Linked DNA regions of Mus musculus: all the other regions are linked to region 4. Evidence: chromatin contacts called from public HiChIP or PLAC-seq and promoter capture Hi-C data. All regions are on one chromosome and are shown on one strand. Each heading gives the region's core, a stretch centred on a gene start, on an enhancer-like site or on the middle of the called end of the contact. The rest is flanking DNA. Distances are from core to core; before and after follow the strand shown. Region 1 holds the start of 1700120C14Rik (RIKEN cDNA 1700120C14 gene). Region 2 holds the start of Nckap5los (a long non-coding RNA gene). Region 3 has its middle 16 kb from the start of Nckap5los. Region 4 holds the start of Smarcd1 (SWI/SNF related, matrix associated, actin dependent regulator of chromatin, subfamily d, member 1).

What was found. HiChIP or PLAC-seq counts read pairs in DNA pulled down with a chosen protein or histone mark. Capture Hi-C pulls out chosen DNA fragments and counts their contacts.
Region 1: a contact with region 4 is called in a promoter capture Hi-C map of liver. The contact joins the promoter of 1700120C14Rik here to the promoter of Smarcd1 in region 4. A contact is called at or near these places in 1 of 115 datasets of contacts at active chromatin or transcription factors (pancreatic cancer cells) and 2 of 9 other capture datasets (liver and pancreatic islet).
Region 2: a promoter capture Hi-C map of liver shows a contact between it and region 4, with 2.0 times the contacts expected there. The contact joins the promoter of Nckap5los here to the promoter of Smarcd1 in region 4. A contact is called at or near these places in 19 of 39 promoter capture datasets (the 3T3-L1 cell line, 3T3-L1-derived adipocytes, the C10 cell line and 14 more), 3 of 484 Hi-C or Micro-C datasets (embryonic stem cells, extraembryonic endoderm stem cells and frontal cortex), 4 of 115 datasets of contacts at active chromatin or transcription factors (embryonic stem cells, forebrain and stem cell-derived neural progenitor cells) and 4 of 9 other capture datasets (adipose tissue, embryonic stem cells, liver and 1 more).
Region 3: a contact with region 4 is called in an H3K4me3 HiChIP or PLAC-seq map of embryonic stem cells, with 26 read pairs. The contact joins the enhancer-like site here to the promoter of Smarcd1 in region 4. A contact is called at or near these places in 3 of 39 promoter capture datasets (the 3T3-L1 cell line, 3T3-L1-derived adipocytes and neural stem cells), 1 of 15 datasets of contacts at CTCF or cohesin (embryonic stem cells), 30 of 484 Hi-C or Micro-C datasets (the 3T3-L1 cell line, the AML12 cell line, B cells and 19 more), 8 of 115 datasets of contacts at active chromatin or transcription factors (the NIH/3T3 cell line, embryonic forebrain, embryonic stem cells and 4 more) and 4 of 9 other capture datasets (adipose tissue, embryonic stem cells, liver and 1 more).

What each region holds. Positions count from the first base shown.
Region 1 is chr15:99,250,090-99,254,186 of GRCm38.p6, reverse strand. 1700120C14Rik (RIKEN cDNA 1700120C14 gene) reads right to left here and starts at 2,399. Exons shown (of 3, transcript NR_045627.2): 1 at 2,186-2,399. Mcrs1 (microspherule protein 1) reads left to right here and starts at 2,226. Exons shown (of 15, transcript NM_016766.3): 1 at 2,226-2,325; 2 at 3,605-3,724. The coding sequence starts at 3,715.
Region 2 is chr15:99,431,358-99,435,132 of GRCm38.p6, reverse strand. Nckap5los (a long non-coding RNA gene) reads right to left here and starts at 2,321. Exons shown (of 5, transcript XR_003951477.1): 1 at 2,279-2,321; 2 at 416-2,136. It overlaps Nckap5l (NCK-associated protein 5-like), which reads left to right. Exons shown (of 13, transcript NM_001001884.1): 3 at 944-1,093; 4 at 1,495-1,563; 5 at 1,650-1,688; 6 at 2,309-2,428. The coding sequence starts at 983.
Region 3 is chr15:99,415,327-99,419,246 of GRCm38.p6, reverse strand. No RefSeq gene overlaps it. Among named protein-coding and RNA genes, the nearest start is that of Nckap5los, 16 kb to the left of the region's middle. Within about 2 kb of position 2,571, at least 66 of the 459 cell types and tissues checked have an H3K27ac peak or open chromatin away from gene starts, as enhancers often do. A contact at or near this core is called in the AML12 cell line, the CH12 cell line, the NIH/3T3 cell line and 8 more, where this site is marked.
Region 4 is chr15:99,699,210-99,703,557 of GRCm38.p6, reverse strand. It overlaps Smarcd1 (SWI/SNF related, matrix associated, actin dependent regulator of chromatin, subfamily d, member 1), which reads right to left and starts at 1,271. Exons shown (of 13, transcript NM_031842.2): 1 at 1,060-1,271; 2 at 265-452. The coding sequence starts at 1,236. Asic1 (acid-sensing (proton-gated) ion channel 1) reads right to left here. Exons shown (of 12, transcript NM_009597.2): 12 at 2,428-4,348. Gm34939 (predicted gene, 34939) reads left to right here. Exons shown (of 3, transcript NR_168656.1): 2 at 56-316; 3 at 768-2,151.

The sequences.
Region 1 (4,097 bases), core at 1,150-3,649, 450 kb after region 4:
GCCTAATACCTGGGTGTGGTGACACACGCCATTAATCCTTACATTGGGAGGCAGAGGGAGATGGATCTCTGTGAGTTCAGGACCTACATTGCAAGTTACAGGACAGCCAAAACTACATAGAGGCTCTGTCTCAAAAACCCAAGCCAAACAAACCAAGAAAGACCGGTGATCGCTATGCTCCAGTGGCACCAGCAGCTGATGGATGCCACCGACATAAATGTGGTATGCCTGGACATCAGGTGGGCTTGTGATCTTGTCCGCTTAACCTCATTTAGAGTCACAAGACATCTGTGAAGCTATTTCTGGAGGTTTAACTTAGATGGGAGACACACCCTAATTTCGAGTGACCTTGGGCTAGGGCTACAGACTGAACAGAAAGGAGAAAGCAGGCAGAACACCAATACTTCATCTCTCTGCACTTCCAAGTTCTGGACACAGCGTGAGCAATCACCCCACACTCCTGCCACCATGCCTTTCCTGCCATGATGTTTGTCCCCCTCACACCCCCAAAAACCCTGTGAGCTAAAATAACCCTTTCTTCTTTCAGGGTTTCCTTCTTTAAGGGTTTGCCTTTCCTAGGAGAAAAACATCTAACAAACATTGAACAGTACCCATCCAGCTCTTTACCAAACGATCCCTTGTTAGGGCTGTCCATGTGGCTTGGTGGGACAGAACTTGCCTGATAAGCAACAAGTATTTCACTCCTACTTAAAAACAAACAAACAAACAAACAAAAACTCTTTAAAGAAGAAAGCCCAATTAATTGTCATCTGTATAGATACTAAACCACACTATATTTTGCACAACCCACCAGACTGTGTCCTAGTTTGTTTTTAATTGCTGTGATCAAAACACTGTAACTAAAGGCGACCTGGGAAGCAAAGGGTCTATTTCATCTCATAACTTTCTTTTTTTTTTTTTAAGATTTATTTATTGGTTATATGTAAGTACACTGTAGCTGTCTTCAGACACTCCAGAAGAGGGAGTCAGATCTCGTTATGGATGGTTGTGAGCCACCACGTGGTTGCTGGGATTTGAACTCCAGACCTTTGGAAGAGCAGTCGGGTGCTCTTACCCACTGAGCCATCTCACCAGCCCCTCATCTCATAACTTTCAAGTCACTGTCTATTACCGAGGAAAGTTGGGGCAAGAACCTCAAGGCAGGCACTGCTTAGACCTCCCACATCTATCCAAACAAGAAAACACACCCCAGACTTGCCTACCAACCAGTCTGAAGGAGGCATTTTCTCAACTGAGCGCGAAGATTCTAGCTAGTTTCAAGTTGACAAACCTCTAACAAGCACACTGTATACCAGAAAACTTTGTTTTGGGAGCGATAAAGCAAATACATGCTCGTTAAATAAGTAACAGTATATTATGAAGAGAAGACTTGCAACTTGTCAGGGTCGTCCATTTGACACTTAAGTTCAGGATGTCAGGCACGCTGGGCAAACGCTCTTCCCGGAAGCTCCTCCAGCCAGAGCTGCTCCACTTTTGTGCCCCTCAAAGAAGGCATGAAAGAGCTATTAGAGCCCAGTCTCCCTAGCTTTCCCGGGCATCTCTCACGGCCCCAAAGTCTGGACGTCTCCTGTTCTCTGGGAACTAGTTCTTTCTTTCAAAACAGTTTCCTCAGGGAACACTGTCCTCTGAAAAGGATTCGGTTGGTTTGCTGGCTACCCACGACTGACCCCAGCAGTCTAGATGGAGTTCTTCTGGCGTAAGCAACTGGCGCCGCTCCTTCTAAGGAGTGTTTCCTTAGGAACGCGGCCACCATCCTGCATCTCCCCCTTAGACAGGAATTTTCGGGATCGTACTGTACGCCACAGTTAGAGCAAACTCTCCAACATGTTCCTCCAGTCCTGTGCTTAGCAAAGAGCCTGACCGAATCCCTTATCTGAAAACACTGGCAGATAAAACAATACAAGATTTGGTCCAGAGAGACCTACCAAGGTTAGTGCTAATTACGAATGCACGGCGGCCCCGCCCCTCCCAGCGTCGCCTGGGCGGGGTCTCAGCACAAGCCCCGCCCTCCCGCTGCGTTTTCCAACACGGAAACCTCCGCGGTTCCTATAATTAACACTGCCTGGTGCCTCCCTAAGCGCTTCTGCCAACCGGGAAAGCTGTATTTCCGGCTCCCCGCAAAATGGTTTCCACTAAGGCGCACGGCCACGCCCCTTCCACTTACGGGTCCAGGACGAACCGGAAGAGATCGTCCAACCCTTCGTTCGCAACCCGGAAGTAGATGTGTCTCACGGAAGCCGGCTTTGGCCCTGCGGCTCCTGCCGTCGCCGCGGAGAAATTGTTGGAGCTGGCAGCCTAGGAATGGTGAGACCCCGCGACTCGTCTCCTAGTGTTCTGAGTAGACCTGGAGGGTGAAGTGGAGTTTCCCAACGTGCCTCGGGGCACAACCCCACAACAAGATTTGGGGCCCCGCCCCGGTATCGCCCCGAAAAATCTGCGCATGCGTAAGTCCGATCAGGCCAGGCTCTGGCCTGCGGTGTTACGCATGCGCACAGGTGGCATGCTTGAGGTGGGATGAGAATTGTCTGGGAGTTGGTCCTGGTTCGCTACCACCGGCCTGTGGGCCTCAGAGCCAGATGGCGAGATCGATGCAGTAGTATGGAGCCGAAGAGTTGACTAAATTACCACTGCTCCCCAGAGTCCCTGAAACAGACCTGCACTGATCCCTCACCTTGGGGGTGCCCTGTCGGGAGGAGGGAAGGGAAGGAGGGCAAGCACTTTGCCTTAGTTGCTCGTGGGACTGGACACCTGCACCCCCCTTCTGTGGTACCCACGGAGCTGGTCGTGGAGCGTCCTTAAAGGCAGAGCCAGAACTTTGCTCTACGAGACGCCGGAGTCAGGAGGGGCGGGGCTGCCAAAGCGCTGGGTATTCATACAGTTCCCAAACCACGTTTGAATCGTCCGAAGGAACCACCCGCTTTAGTAAAAGCTGCAAATGGAAGGGAAAGCAAAAGGGTAGCGAGATAGTGGGATTCCATCTACCTTCCCAGGCTGTGGCCTGGGGGCAGGCTGGTGCTGCTGATTTGAGTAGACAGGCAAAGGAAAACAAATGAGTCAGGAATCCCTTGACCCTTTCTGGTTAACGTTCCAAATGCTTAATTTAGGATTCACTGGTAAAATTAAGAGAGATCTCTGAGCCTAATACGTTTTTTCCCACATCTTTTTATCATTCACACAAAGGCCTCAGTGACTCCCACATAGCTACTTATATTTTTTGTTTTTATTGTTTGGAGCAGAGGCTCACCATTATATAGATAGCCCTGGCTTGCTCTGTAGACGAGGCTGGCCTTAAAGTCAACAGAGATCCACCTGCCTCTACCTCTACCTCTACCTCTACCTCTACCTCTACCTCTACCTCTACCTCTACCTCTACCTCCGCCTCCACATGCTGGGATTAACTGTCAGAGCCATCAGACCAGGTAATAGCTACTAATGGTTAGGTGCAATTGAGAGTAGAGCTCTTTTGCCTCTTCCCACTACCTCAGACAGGGTGCACGAGTGCACGAGGATAAGGGATTGGTCAGTCAGTAGGTTTGGCCTGTTGGAAACCCGAGCCTGAGGGAGCCTTACCTCTCCTTCCCAGACTCTCTTCTCAGCATCCAAGCTCGCTTGGTCAGAACCCTTGGATGAGCCTGTGGGACCCTTCCTCCTAGCCCTGTGGTTTGGAGCCGGAGGCTTTGGGACTGTGAGAGGATGGACAAAGGTAGTGTGAGGCCCGGCCATCTCCCCAAGCTCTCGGGCGCCAGGCAGCCTCTGACTCTACCCCTTGCCTTGCACGAGTGTCTCTCGGTCTTGGCCCGGCAATGCCACCTACCACCCCCCTCCCCTGGGCCAGCACCACCCATGTGCCTCTCGGCAGAGCCACAATTGCCTCAGTTGCTGTGGAGCTTCTGCTCTTTGGCACAATGCATTTTGATAGCCAAGGGAGCAGTTATGCTCAGAGCCCACCCCGTGTGTCGGCCTCATCAGCCTGACCTGAGCACCTGTGCTGCACCCCATGACCCGTGGCACCAGGAGGTCTGAGCCCGGATGGGATCTGGATGGCCAAGGAGGAATGCCTGCCTCAAAGACCAAGC
Region 2 (3,775 bases), core at 1,072-3,571, 270 kb after region 4:
CAGGGAAGTGAGTACTGTGCCCTGTGCCCTGTGCTGAGAAGCTGATAGCCTTGGTCGGGGGGTTGGGGGGTAGGGGGTGGGTGGAGGGGACCATTATAGAACTGCTGAGAACAGCACACCAAGCACAAATAGAGCTCGAGAGCCTGTGGAACAATAGAAAGACCTGGCCGTGCTGTGAGGCAGGTGGCATCAAGAGGCACCAGCAGAGAGTGTGCAAAGCCCCCTGGCCCACTGGGACCTCGGCGGCAGTGTTTTAAGCCCTCTCAGAGTGCCTGGATCATTTGGAGCCAGAAGAGGGAGTGTGGGAGGCACAAAGGATGCTTCATGGTATGTCCAAGAGGAGACAAAGCATATCTGTGGTGTGGGTGCTGGGAATTGAACCTGGATCCTCGGGAAGAGCAGGCAGCCCTCTTACCTGCTGAGCCGTAGGTTGAGCCCATCTTTACTTTTCAAATACCCTTGGTGCCTGGCGTGGTTGCTGCACACTTTCAGTCCTCAGGAGACGGAGGTAGAGGGATCTCTGTGAATTCAAGGCCAGACTGGTCTACAGAGTGAGTCCAGGACAGCCAGGACTTGTTACACAGTGGAACCCTGTCTTGTATAAATAAATAAACAAATATCCCTTGGCAGACTTAAGTTTTACGTGTCAACAGTGAGTGACATTAGTTGAAGTTGGTGTTACTTTCTAAACAGGGACGTTGAGTCACAGGGCAGCTGGTTGACCAGTAAAAAATTCGGGCTCTAGGCCCCCATGCAGGGTGTGTGTGAGCGCTGGGGTTCCTATAGGCACAGTCTCGGCCTCAGGATGGGAAGAATAAACAAGAGTCACCCAGCCTAACCTTGAGCTGTTGCATTATCACCAGTATAGCAGAGGTCACTAGAGAGTTTTGTCACCCTCCTCCTGCCTTCTCTCCTTGCCTGTTCCTGGTCTGCCTGGGAGTAGCCTGCCAGGCCTCATTCCCAGAGCCTGACTCCCAAGGTCATGGACCAGCCGGCCGGAGGCACCGGAAAGCTGAGGGCATCGGCTGGTGAGGACGACAGCATGGAGCTCAGCACCTGCCAGGAGCTTCTGCACCGACTTCGGGAGCTGGAGGTACGCGGTGGCAGGCAGGGCAGGGCGGGGCATGGGGAGTCAGGGCTGCCCACCGCTGAGCTCAGTGTGGAGAAGGCTTGCCAGGCAGGAGAGGGCTGGACGGTTGGTTCTTTATTAAAGCTCCCCTGGGAAGCCCCGGTTCCTCTTCACTCTCCAGCTCGGGCGACAGTGAAGAGTACGTAGCTGTCCTATGCCACGAGTGTCTCTTCCCCACCCCCACCCCACCTTTACGACCCTACTGGTTCCAAGGACAGTGATATCCATAGAGGCTACTAGGTAAAACGGTCAGATAACCCTGGTCCAGGAGTTTGATGGACAGGGCAAAGCCTGTCCACTCTGCCACCCTCGCTCCCAGGGTACAAATGAGCCTCAATGATTCCCCTTTCCACCTCACCCTACAGGCAGAGAACTCGGCGCTTGCGCAGGCCAATGAGAACCAGCGGGAGACTTACGAACGCTGTCTGGATGAGGTCTGTGGGGTTTGCCGAAGGACAGGGCTGGGGACAGGGGTGGGTGGGCAAAACGCCAGCTCAGCTCCCGGACTTTGTGTCCCCAGGTTGCCAACCACGTGGTACAGGCTCTACTGAACCAGAAGGTGAGTGGATTCAGGACTGTCTCACACCCACCTAACTGCTGCAGGATAGACCCAGGGTATACACAGGAGGTACAGCCCTGGGACTCCAGAGACCTGCTCAACTAAGTCTCTACCACCACGGAGTAGCCTAGGAGGAGCTCCCTATTGGCCCACTTGGCCCATGCCACTACCTCTGATTGGCCCGTTATTCTCTACCAGGAAGCAGAGTGAGTTGTTAAGGCCAGGTCTCTGAACCATGGGAACTTTGATTTGGACTAGAATGCCTTCTCTTACCTGGAGCCCAGCTGATTTCTCTATCGCCTTCAAAACACTACCAACGTCATGAGCCTCTATGGCCTTGAAGTGTTTTCTTCAGATCGCTGTGATGCGGGCCACTTAGACGTCAGGGTTCTCCCACGCCTTAGATGCCCCTCCCTTTTGACATGGCTTCTAGGAGGGAGGAAGCCAGCTGCAGAAATGGTGGAAATGACAGACTGGCCTTTACCGTAGTTCATTAGGGTAGCAAACCTTGAGAGCTCATCCCCAGAGGCTGTAGGTGTGAGCACAGCTGGCGGGGGCGGGAAGTCGCTGTCCCTCTCCTGCCTCCTCACCTTTGCTTCCTGTCCTTCCTGGGTGGACAGGACCTGCGGGAAGAGTGTATCAAACTGAAGAAGAGGGTGTTTGACCTGGAGCGGCAGAATCAGGTGTTGAGTGCACTACTGCAGCAGAAACTACAGCTCACGGCCAACTCCCTCCCTCAGGTGGGCAGATCATTTTCCTGTGGGCCCCGTCAGCATCAGCTTGCTCTTCTGTTCACCTCATAGGAGCAGGGTGTCCGCTGTCCTTAACACAGGGCCTGTGACCTTGCGGTGAAGGTATACTTGGACTAACAGACTTGCATTTTAGCTGAAAGAAAACTTCCCGAGTCCCTATAGACTCATCTGTCAACGCCATTCCCAGGGTCTCCCTACTCAGGCAGACAGTATCTTCAGTTGTTGTTGTTGAAGGAGGAGGAGGGGGAGGACAGGGTCTCACTCTGCATCCCTGGCTGGACTTACACTCAGGCAGTCCTCCTGCCTCAGCTACCCAAGTACTAAGATGAGAAGCATGGCCCTCACTCCTAGTGTACCCCTTCATATAAGAGAAAGTTGAGATTCACCCTGCCCTGTGTGGGGAGTCGGTCGGGTGGAGGCTGCAAATGCAGTTATTTCCAGTTCCCTAGAGGCCCCTGTGGCCACTGACGTGGCTTCTTCCTGGCCAGGGCCAGGGCAGGGCTAAGCATAAGGAGCCCAGAGCTGCGTGTCACAGAGAGGACAAGAACGGCACTTCACCCCGTTCACTGGATATGGGTGGCTGCACATACTGGGTTTGAACTTCACAGGCACTGGTTTCTATTGGCAGGCTGGACCCTGCCTGCCCTGGGAACAGTGTGGGGGTGGGGGTGGGGCGCTGGCTCGGGGTATGAGTCCTGGGATCAGTTGTCATGGATGTCACTCTGTCAGGAGCCTCAAGGATGGAAGAAGATACAGAGATAAGAGTGGTCTGGAAGTCAAGGAGAATAGCAGGTTGCCTCTGAGGGCAGCCAGCCCCTGCCCCCATTTTGACAATGAAAGCAGCTTTATCAGCGTGGAGCTGAGCCATGTCTGTCTGAACATGTGTGTTTGTCCAAATGATCCAGCCTGGTATCTGATTCCCCGTGAACTGAATCTCGGGCAGCAATGGATAGTCCGCAGTTGCCCCTGCAGCTGTTGTGCCTCTGCAGGGACCCCTGAGGCCTAGCTGTCACCAGCCTTCCCCCACCCAGTGAACCACCCACAGTCACTTTTTCAAAAACCTGAATGGACTGTGGGATCACCGAGGGTCGGTCCAGTCAATCTCTCACCCAAGTTCCCATGATGCAATGGAAAATTACAAGCGTTAAATGTTGGCCTCAAGTAAACTGGGGTTGGGTTTCTAACTGAACTGCTTTTTAGCTAAGTGTGGCCTTGGGCAAAGTATCAAACTATATAAATGTTAGGTTTTTCCCTTACAAATGGCACAAAAACACTGGCATTACACATCCTTGCGAGGATTAAATGAGGTAATATATGGTGCTCTGCTCGCTGACA
Region 3 (3,920 bases), core at 1,322-3,821, 290 kb after region 4:
TGGGGCTGGACAGATGGATGGCTCAGTGGTTAAGAGCATTGCTCTTCCAGAGGTCCTGAGTTCAATTCTCGCAGCAACCACACTGTGGCTCACAACCATCCGTAATGGGGTCTGATGTCCTCTTCTGGTTTGTGAAGACAGTGACAGTGTACTCACATAAAATAAATAATATCTAAATAAAAAATATAATATATATTTATAAGAAATATATAGAAGCCAGGCATAGTGGTGCACACTTTTAATCCCAGCACTTGGGAGGCAGAGGCAGGCAGATTTCTGAGTTCGAGGCCAGCCTGGTCTACAGAGTGAGTTCCAGGGCTGTGGTGGTCTACACCTCTAATCCCTGGTCTACCTCACAAGTTCCAGGACAGTCAGGGCTACACAGTAAGACCCTGTCCAAAAGAGAAAAGAAAGTAATGTGGTCTTAGTATTTTTAAGACTTTAGTTTGGATGCTTATTAGTTTTTTGAGACACAGTCGTGCTATGTAGCTCAGGCCTGACTCAGACTTGCCATTCCCCTGCCTCTGCTTCACCAGTGTGAGGCTCACAGGTGTGTATCACTAAGTTGTGTTTCTGAAGCGATGGCTTGTGTGAATGTTTCCAGTGTGGTATCATCTTGTCACTCTGCCACCTCAGGGGCAGCCATGTTTACAGTTTGCCCAGCAGACACTTTAAGCCTTTGATTTCATCCCTTAAGGGTAGAGGATGTGGGGGGGTCACCACAGATGGAGTTTTGGGGATACTTCCATCCCATCTTCACGGGGCTGGAGCCAGTGGAGGACGGAGGATGGGCGTCTCTGACACCAGACTTCAGAGAAAATGGGTTTTTGTGAGAGAGTATAGCAGGGGCACACACTGGTTTCAGGTCGAGAAAAGGAAAGTTGTAGGCTTAACCCAAGGGAAGCATTGCTGATGGGGGAACTGGGGTGGCGAGTGGAGGGCCAGTGGCGGTGATCTCTGGCTCCAGGGATAATACATAAGAACACTCACCCTTGACAGTGCGCCAGCACTACCTCGGGCGGCCATGTGTGTGGATACTCAGCTAATCCTCTATACAACCTCTTCATGTGGGTGATCCTGTTACCCGGGTCTGATAGGGTAGGGAGAGCCAGAACGTTTAAAACGTTAAAGCCTGTGTATAGATCAGCCGTGATTCAAGCCCAGACACGCCGGCTCCAGAGCACACTCAAAACGACACCAGATAACACTGGGGGGACTGAAGTGAGAGGACGGAGAGTTCCAAGCCAGCCACAACTACAAAGCCAGAGCAAGACCCCGCCCCACCCCACCCCGCCCCACCTACCACCAGGGCCCGAGAGCTGGGTCAGTAGTGCAGACTGAAGAGTCTCTTCCAGGAGACTCAGTAAGTCTGGTACACACGCTGGATGACTCCATCTCTGGGGAATCTGACACCTCTAGCCTCTCTAAGCACCTACACCCACGAGGAGCACACACACACACACACACACACACACACACATATTGGGGTAGTCACTCAGTGGTAGGACGTTTGTTTAGCAACAAAGTCCTGAGTTTGAAAAATGAAGAAGGAAGCCGGGCGTGATGGAACAAGCCTTTAATCCCAGCACTCAGGAGGCAGAGGCAAGCAGATTTCTGAGTTCAAGGCCAGCCTGGTCTACAAAGTGAGTTCCAGGACAGCCAGGGCTACACAGAGAAACCCTGTCTCAGAAAAAAAAAAAAGAAAGAAAGAAGGAAGGAAGGAAGGAAGGAAGGAAAGAAAGAAAGAAAGAAGGAAAGAAAGAAAGAAGGAAAGAAAGAAAGAAAGAAAGAAAGAAAGAAAGAAAGGGAAGGAAAGAAGAAGAAAGAAGGAAAGAAAAAGAGAAGAGAAGAGAAGAGAAGAGAAGAGAAGAGAAGAAAAGAAAAGAAAAGAAAAGAAAAGAAAAGAAAAGAAAAGAAAAGAAAAGAAAAAATGAAGAAGGAGAGGATGGAAGAAAAGAAAGCTTAGGCTGGGCTCCCACCCTACCCACCCCACCCTCATCCATCACCCCAACAAGCAAAGTGCGGGTGAGGAGAGACTGGGTGGTGAGCCAGAAGGATGAGGTGTGTTGTTAGCGGTGGAGTCTTGCCCATCTCATGCCAATGAAATGAGGCAGAGGTAAGAGCTGTCAAGGGGAGCGTGGGGGGTGGGGTGGAGTGGGGGTGGGGTATCTCAAAGTGATATGTGGAGGAGGAGCAACTGTGTGGGCCGAGGGAAAGCAGCTAGAGTCTTAGGGTGGAAGAGCCATCAAGAAATTAAATTTATCTTTTGTTTGTTTTGTTTTGTTTTGTTTTGAAACAGCGTCTCACTATGTAGCTGAGGATAGCCTTGAGTTCATGACAATCTTCCTGTCCCTACTGTGGCCTCTCCATGTCTGAAAGTGTTGGGTTGCCATATCAAGCCTTTCATTCTTTAAGCAAGAAAAAAAAAAAAACCAAACAAACAAACAAAAAAAAACTCCTTTCCCTCCACTTGAGAAAATGTTGCCAGTAGATGGCGCATGGGAGGCAGCTTCACGGTTTGCGGGGCTACACTGCCCTCGTGTGGCTATAAGAAGAAATACAGGGTGTCCTCCACCTCTTGACAGCTTTGGTAAGCCTTGGGTGAAGCCAGAGAATATGAATACCCTGTCCATCCCTGCCAGTTCTCCCCATCAGCCTTGCTTTCCGGGAGACACATTTCCTACTACCAGTTTCAACGTAGACGGGCTGTCAAGGCAGCTGAACTACTCTGAGCAAACTCTCGTGAAGGCATGACATCAGCGGGTGACCAGCCCATATCTGTCCTTCATCCCTGTCGAGTCTACAACAAACATTCACAGGGCACCCAATAGGTGGGAAGCACCGGGCAGCCTGTAGTGGACACTGAATGTGAATGGCGTTGTGGACCAGCGTGTGTATGGGGGGTGGGGGGGGGAGGGGGCTCAAGTGGTGAGATTCTGTCCCTCTGCTTTCCCCTCCCAAGTGCCCTCACTTTCTGGAAACCACAGGACAGAAATGCCTTCGGACGCATCTGAGTTGTTGCGTATGACATGGTTAATTTCCACACTGAAGATGTGCAGATGGTTTATTCAGTCAACAATGGAAGAATAACTGAATTGTTCCCAGTTTGGGGCTAATTAGAACTAAAACTGGAGCTGTGTTCACGAGGTAGAACCCCTGCCTAAAATGCACAAAGCCTGACCTGGGTTCAGTTTCCAACCCTGCATAAAAAAAAAAAAAAAACCGAGATGAGGTGGCAAGTGCCTGTAATTCCAGAACTGGCCAGAAGGGGGCAGGAAGATCAGAAGTTCAAAGTCATCCTTAGCTACATAGTGAGTTTGAGGCTAGCCTGGTCTATATGAGACTTTGTATCAAAATGAAAATAAGGAACTGGAGTGGCTGGAAAGGTTGCTCAGTGGTTAAGAGCACTGACTACTCTTCCAGAGGTCCTGAGTTCAAATCCCAGCAACTACATGGTGACTGGCATCCATCTGTGATGGGATCTGACGCCCTCTTCTGACATGCAGATAAGAGCACTAATATAAGAGAGAGAGAGAGAGAGAGAGAGAGAGAGAGAGAGAGAGAGAGAGAGAGAGAGGAAGAAAAGAAAAGAAAAGAAAAGAAAAGAAAAGAAAAGAGAAGAGAAGAGTTAGAGAGATAACTCAGCAGTTAAAAGAACACACTGCTCTTGCAGAGGACCTGAGTTCAAGGTCTAATTTAAATTTGAGTTTATAAGAAGCTGCCAAATAGTGCTGCAGAGGCTGCACCATCCTCCTGTCACCAGTGAGGGGCATGTTCCTCCACACTTCCAGCAGCACTCAGTGTTATCAATATCTACATATATGTATATATGTACACTTACACACACACATATATATTATACACACATTATATACATGTATTACATATATGTATTTGTGTAATAAATTCATATATATTAT
Region 4 (4,348 bases), core at 22-2,521:
TAGGAACTAGTCAGAACGTGAGCAGTGTTGTGAGCACCTTTGTTTATGGTTACAGCCAAGGCCTACGAAATGACTCTCCATTTAAAGACGCTACCTCTCCCATGACCACCAAAACTCCACTGCATCATGAGGCCCTGTTAGTCCCTGCAGCACCGTTTGGTGCCACAGCGCTGACTTCCTGGTTCTGCATGCCCACCACCAGCATCCTCACAGGCCTCCTCTCCCCCATACCCTTCTTTCCTTCACCCCCAGGGGTCATCTTACTTGTGATTTCGATTTTGGACCGCCTGCTGCTGGACCTGCTGGATCTGTTGAGGTGCAGGTCTCTTGCGGGACTGGTCCATCCCTGACTGGGCCAGACCAGGTCGGACTGAAGGGTTCCCCCCATAGCCAGGAGGTCCCATGGAAGGTCCCTGAGGTGTCATTCGGCTACCTGGCAGCATACCTGGTCTCTACAGAAGGGAGAGGACCCAGAAATGTCATACTTTTCCTTGCTAGCCCCACCAAGAAAGGAAAAATGGTGGCAGCCTGGATTTCAGGAGTGGGTTAGGGCTGGGGGTGGGGTGGGGGGACAACAAGACAGTCCTTTGCTTCTTTGAAATACAGTCACTGGACCTTCAGTGATTTCATTGCATATAGTCTAAAAACTAGATTATACTCAATTTTTCTGGTCTATGCTGGATCTGACTCACCAGACATGTCTAGTCAGCCCTACATTTCTTTTTTTACTAGCTACTGTCTCCTCTAAAGCTGACCTCCATTTGCAGCTATAACAGCCTGGGTATTCCTGGGGACACGGGGGCTGCCCACTCCCCTCTGCATTCCATGACCATCCCAGGGCCCACTTCGCCCACCCTGGTTCCACACTCACTCCTCACATGGAAACAATGCCGCCAGGAGCAGGTAAGGATGCTAACCTCCTCCCCCCCCACACACCTCCACTCCCGGCCCGAGCCCCTCCCCAGGGAGTCCCTCCCACTTCTCCCTCACCCCTGTCAGTCCTCCGCCCTCGCTCGGCCCCGCCCCCGGCCCGCGCGCCCCTCCTCCTGTCCCACTCACCGGATAGGCCGCCCCGGGCATCGGAGAGCGGTACAGCCCTTGACCCGGCGCCGGGCCCATTCGCACGGGAGGCCCGGGAGTTCCGCCCGGGCCCAGAGCAGCCGCCACGCCCGCTCCTCCTGAGGCTCCCGCGCCGCCGCTCGGAGCCACAGACTGGAAACCCGCCCGGGCCGCCATCTTCCCGGAGCCGCCGCTGCAGCTGCACAAAGAACCGGAACCGGAACTCCCCCCGCCCCCCGCGCGCCCCCCGAGCGCCTGGGCTGTTTGTGGGCCCGGCCCGCCGGCGGGCACAGGCGGCTCGGAGCAGCGAGACTACGGGCTAGAGGGGGCGACTAGCGGGAAAGGCGTGCTGACCACTCCCTCCCGCCTTCACGGGCCAGGAGGGAGCACCATAGAGAAGCGGTGTGCGGATAAAGAGGTGCCGGGAGCGAGCGCCTCCACGCGGTTGGAGGACGGTAAAAAGCCTTGCAGAGAGCCCAGCCCATCCGGCTGGCGGCTGGAGTGATGCTTCACCTTGGCCCAGTGCATTTACCTCTCCAAAGCATTCTGGTTGCCTTGCTTTTCGTTCTCCTACTGCTCAGACTCCGGGTACTAAAGAGGAAAACGTGCTGTTTGTTCGTTCGGGAAAAGTAGAACTCGAAGGAGATCAATGTCGTGGCAAAGACAAATCAGCAAGAGAAAACCCATGCCGGGCCGTGGTGGCGCACGCCTTTAATCCCAGCACTTGGGAGGCAGAGGCAGGCGGATTTCTGAGTTCGAGGCCAGCCTGGTCTACAGAGTGAGTTCCAGGACAGCCAGGGATACACAGAGAAGGCTCGGGACCCTTCACCTCAGACGTTTAACTTAAGATTTTGATGCGTTTTTTCCCGTGACTTTTCTCCAAAGAGTCCTGGATATTTGTTGCCATAGATAACTGCTGGTCCCCTGCCCAGTGATCAGACGAATCCTGAGCCTGTCTTTTCCCAGCAGGATCAGTGTTTACCTGATCAAGTATGTAGGGTCTGGTGTAGCCCAATCTAGCGTTAAACTCACTGTGTAATGGAAGATAGCTGCTCCATCTCCTACCTGCTGGAATTACAGGTATAACCACCACACCGGGCTACCACTCAAATTCCCTTACTCTAGTTGTGTGGCTCTCAAGGCAAGCTCCATTCTAAAGGTAACACCCACAGTTTGCAACTAAAAACAGCACTGGGCAGGATAATGGCAGCTCAGGCTTTTAATCCCAGCATTTTGGGAGGCAGGAGGATCTCTGTGAGAGTTCGAGGCCAGCCTGGACTACAGAGCCGTTCCAGGACAGCCAGGGCTACACAGAGAAACCCTGTCTCAAAACAAACCAAACAACAAACAGAAAACCAACACTGAAGAGATGGTTGAAACCCAGTTTATTAGACCAGAGGCATGCGTCACCCAGAGCCCCTCCTGCTGCCCCCCCAGCCAGTGTACATTTCTCAGCTTTGCCCTGTTTCTTTCTGGGGAGTTCTGATCTCTAAACAACTCTTGAGAACCAAGAGGTCTCAAAGATGCCAAAGCCTTGCTCTCTGGCTCCAGGCCAACGTACACAGGTGATCTGCCCATAAGTCCTGTTTTGGGATTAGAGACCAAGAGACAGTGGGGACAGAGAAGGCCAGGAATGAGATTGGAGAGCTGGCCTGGGAAGGGTGTCTGGTTGAGGAGGCCCTCTACCTCACCTTGTGGCCCCCTTAGGGTAGGGACACACAACAGCACGTCTTTCAACTTCTGCTCTAGGCCAATCTCTTTCCTCATGTGACCACGCCCTGACTCACCAGAAAATGCAAGCGGTGGGCCTGGGCATCAAGGTGAGGACTGGGCCCTGGGCACCCCGAAGAAAGAAAGGCCACTGAGTCAGGGCTCCGGCTTCTGGCTGTGGGTACCCACCGCCCAGCTGCAAGAGGGAGTCACCAATCCCCAGCCTCCCTCCCCACCTCCCGTCTGTAACTCTCTCCGCTTAGTGTCCTCCATTCCTGGGTAGGAGCTACCTCTCCAGCAGTCACTTCCCTCAGGGAGGCCACAGTCAGCCAGGCAAAGGGCACTGGGATAGGTGGAGCAAGGTAGAGGGTATGTTAAGGCTGTGGGGAGGGCAGAGGGTGCCCCGGTCGTGGGGGCAAAGGGCGAGGCCAGAAAGAGGCAGAGCTTGTAATTCACAGCTTCCTTTATGTCGCCACCGAGACAGTGCGAAGGTTACAATGCGCGTGTCATCTCCTTGTGCTTCTCAGAGGGATGTGTGTACACAGTACAGTACAGACACCAGGGGAGAATCCAGCTCTTTATACGGGCAAAGGCATTCAGAGACAGGAGAATGGGGGAGAGACAGAAGGGAGAACTAGGGGCGGGAGGGCGGTTCTTGGAGACAAGAGGGAATGGAGGGGGAGACAAACAGGGCCGGAGGGGAGTATATACAAGGTTATAGTAATATAGAGTCTGTATCATATAGAAATAGAAAATGCAGATGAGGTTGCCGAGAGAAGCGGATGACGTCGGGGAAGAGGACTTGGGATTGTTCCATAAGAAAATTTATGGATGTGGCCTTCTGCAAAGGCCTCTGAGAGAGAAGCCAGTGAGGTCAGGCGGCCGTGCCCCTCTCCCTGAGCCGGGCGCTAACCAGCCAGGTCTTCTGGGGGATGTCACAGAGGGTTGCCTCTTGGGATCTCTCTCCAGCAGCTTTGGGGTGGAGGTGACTTACAGATATTGGGATGTGGCCTACAGCACCAGGGCCACATGGAGTCCCAATCTCTACTTCTTCAGGAAATCCTCTGCCCCGTAAAGATTCCGTATGCTTGAGGGAGCAGTAACTGGGCACGGAGTCCTTACCTGGAGACTTGGGCTCGTGGGGAGTCACCCGGCTGAGAGCATCTCTTAAGGCTAGGGAAGCCCCCACACCAGCCCTCTCCCTTAAGGTACATTCTCTGGTTTGGGGCCAAATTTCAGACCCTAGAGATCCCCTCCACCCCTCACTAGGAGGGGGCTTTGGTGACTGGAGGCAGCAGAATGTAGGTGGACACTCAGATGACATACAGCCAGACAGACAGAATTCAGGCTTGGAGCTGGGGGCGGCAGCGTGGAGCAGAGGGGCAGCCTGAGGTCGCGGCTGATCTCTCTCTCTCTCTCTCTCTCTCTCTCTCTCTCTCTCTCTTTATATTAGTTTAATTTTGTTAAAATAAAAAGATGAGATAGAGGCTGGGAGAGGACTCTGGTCAAGACTCCTTTCTCACCACAGACAAGAGGGAACCACTGCCCAGGGATGCAGTTTAAGTCCCCAGGGTAGCTG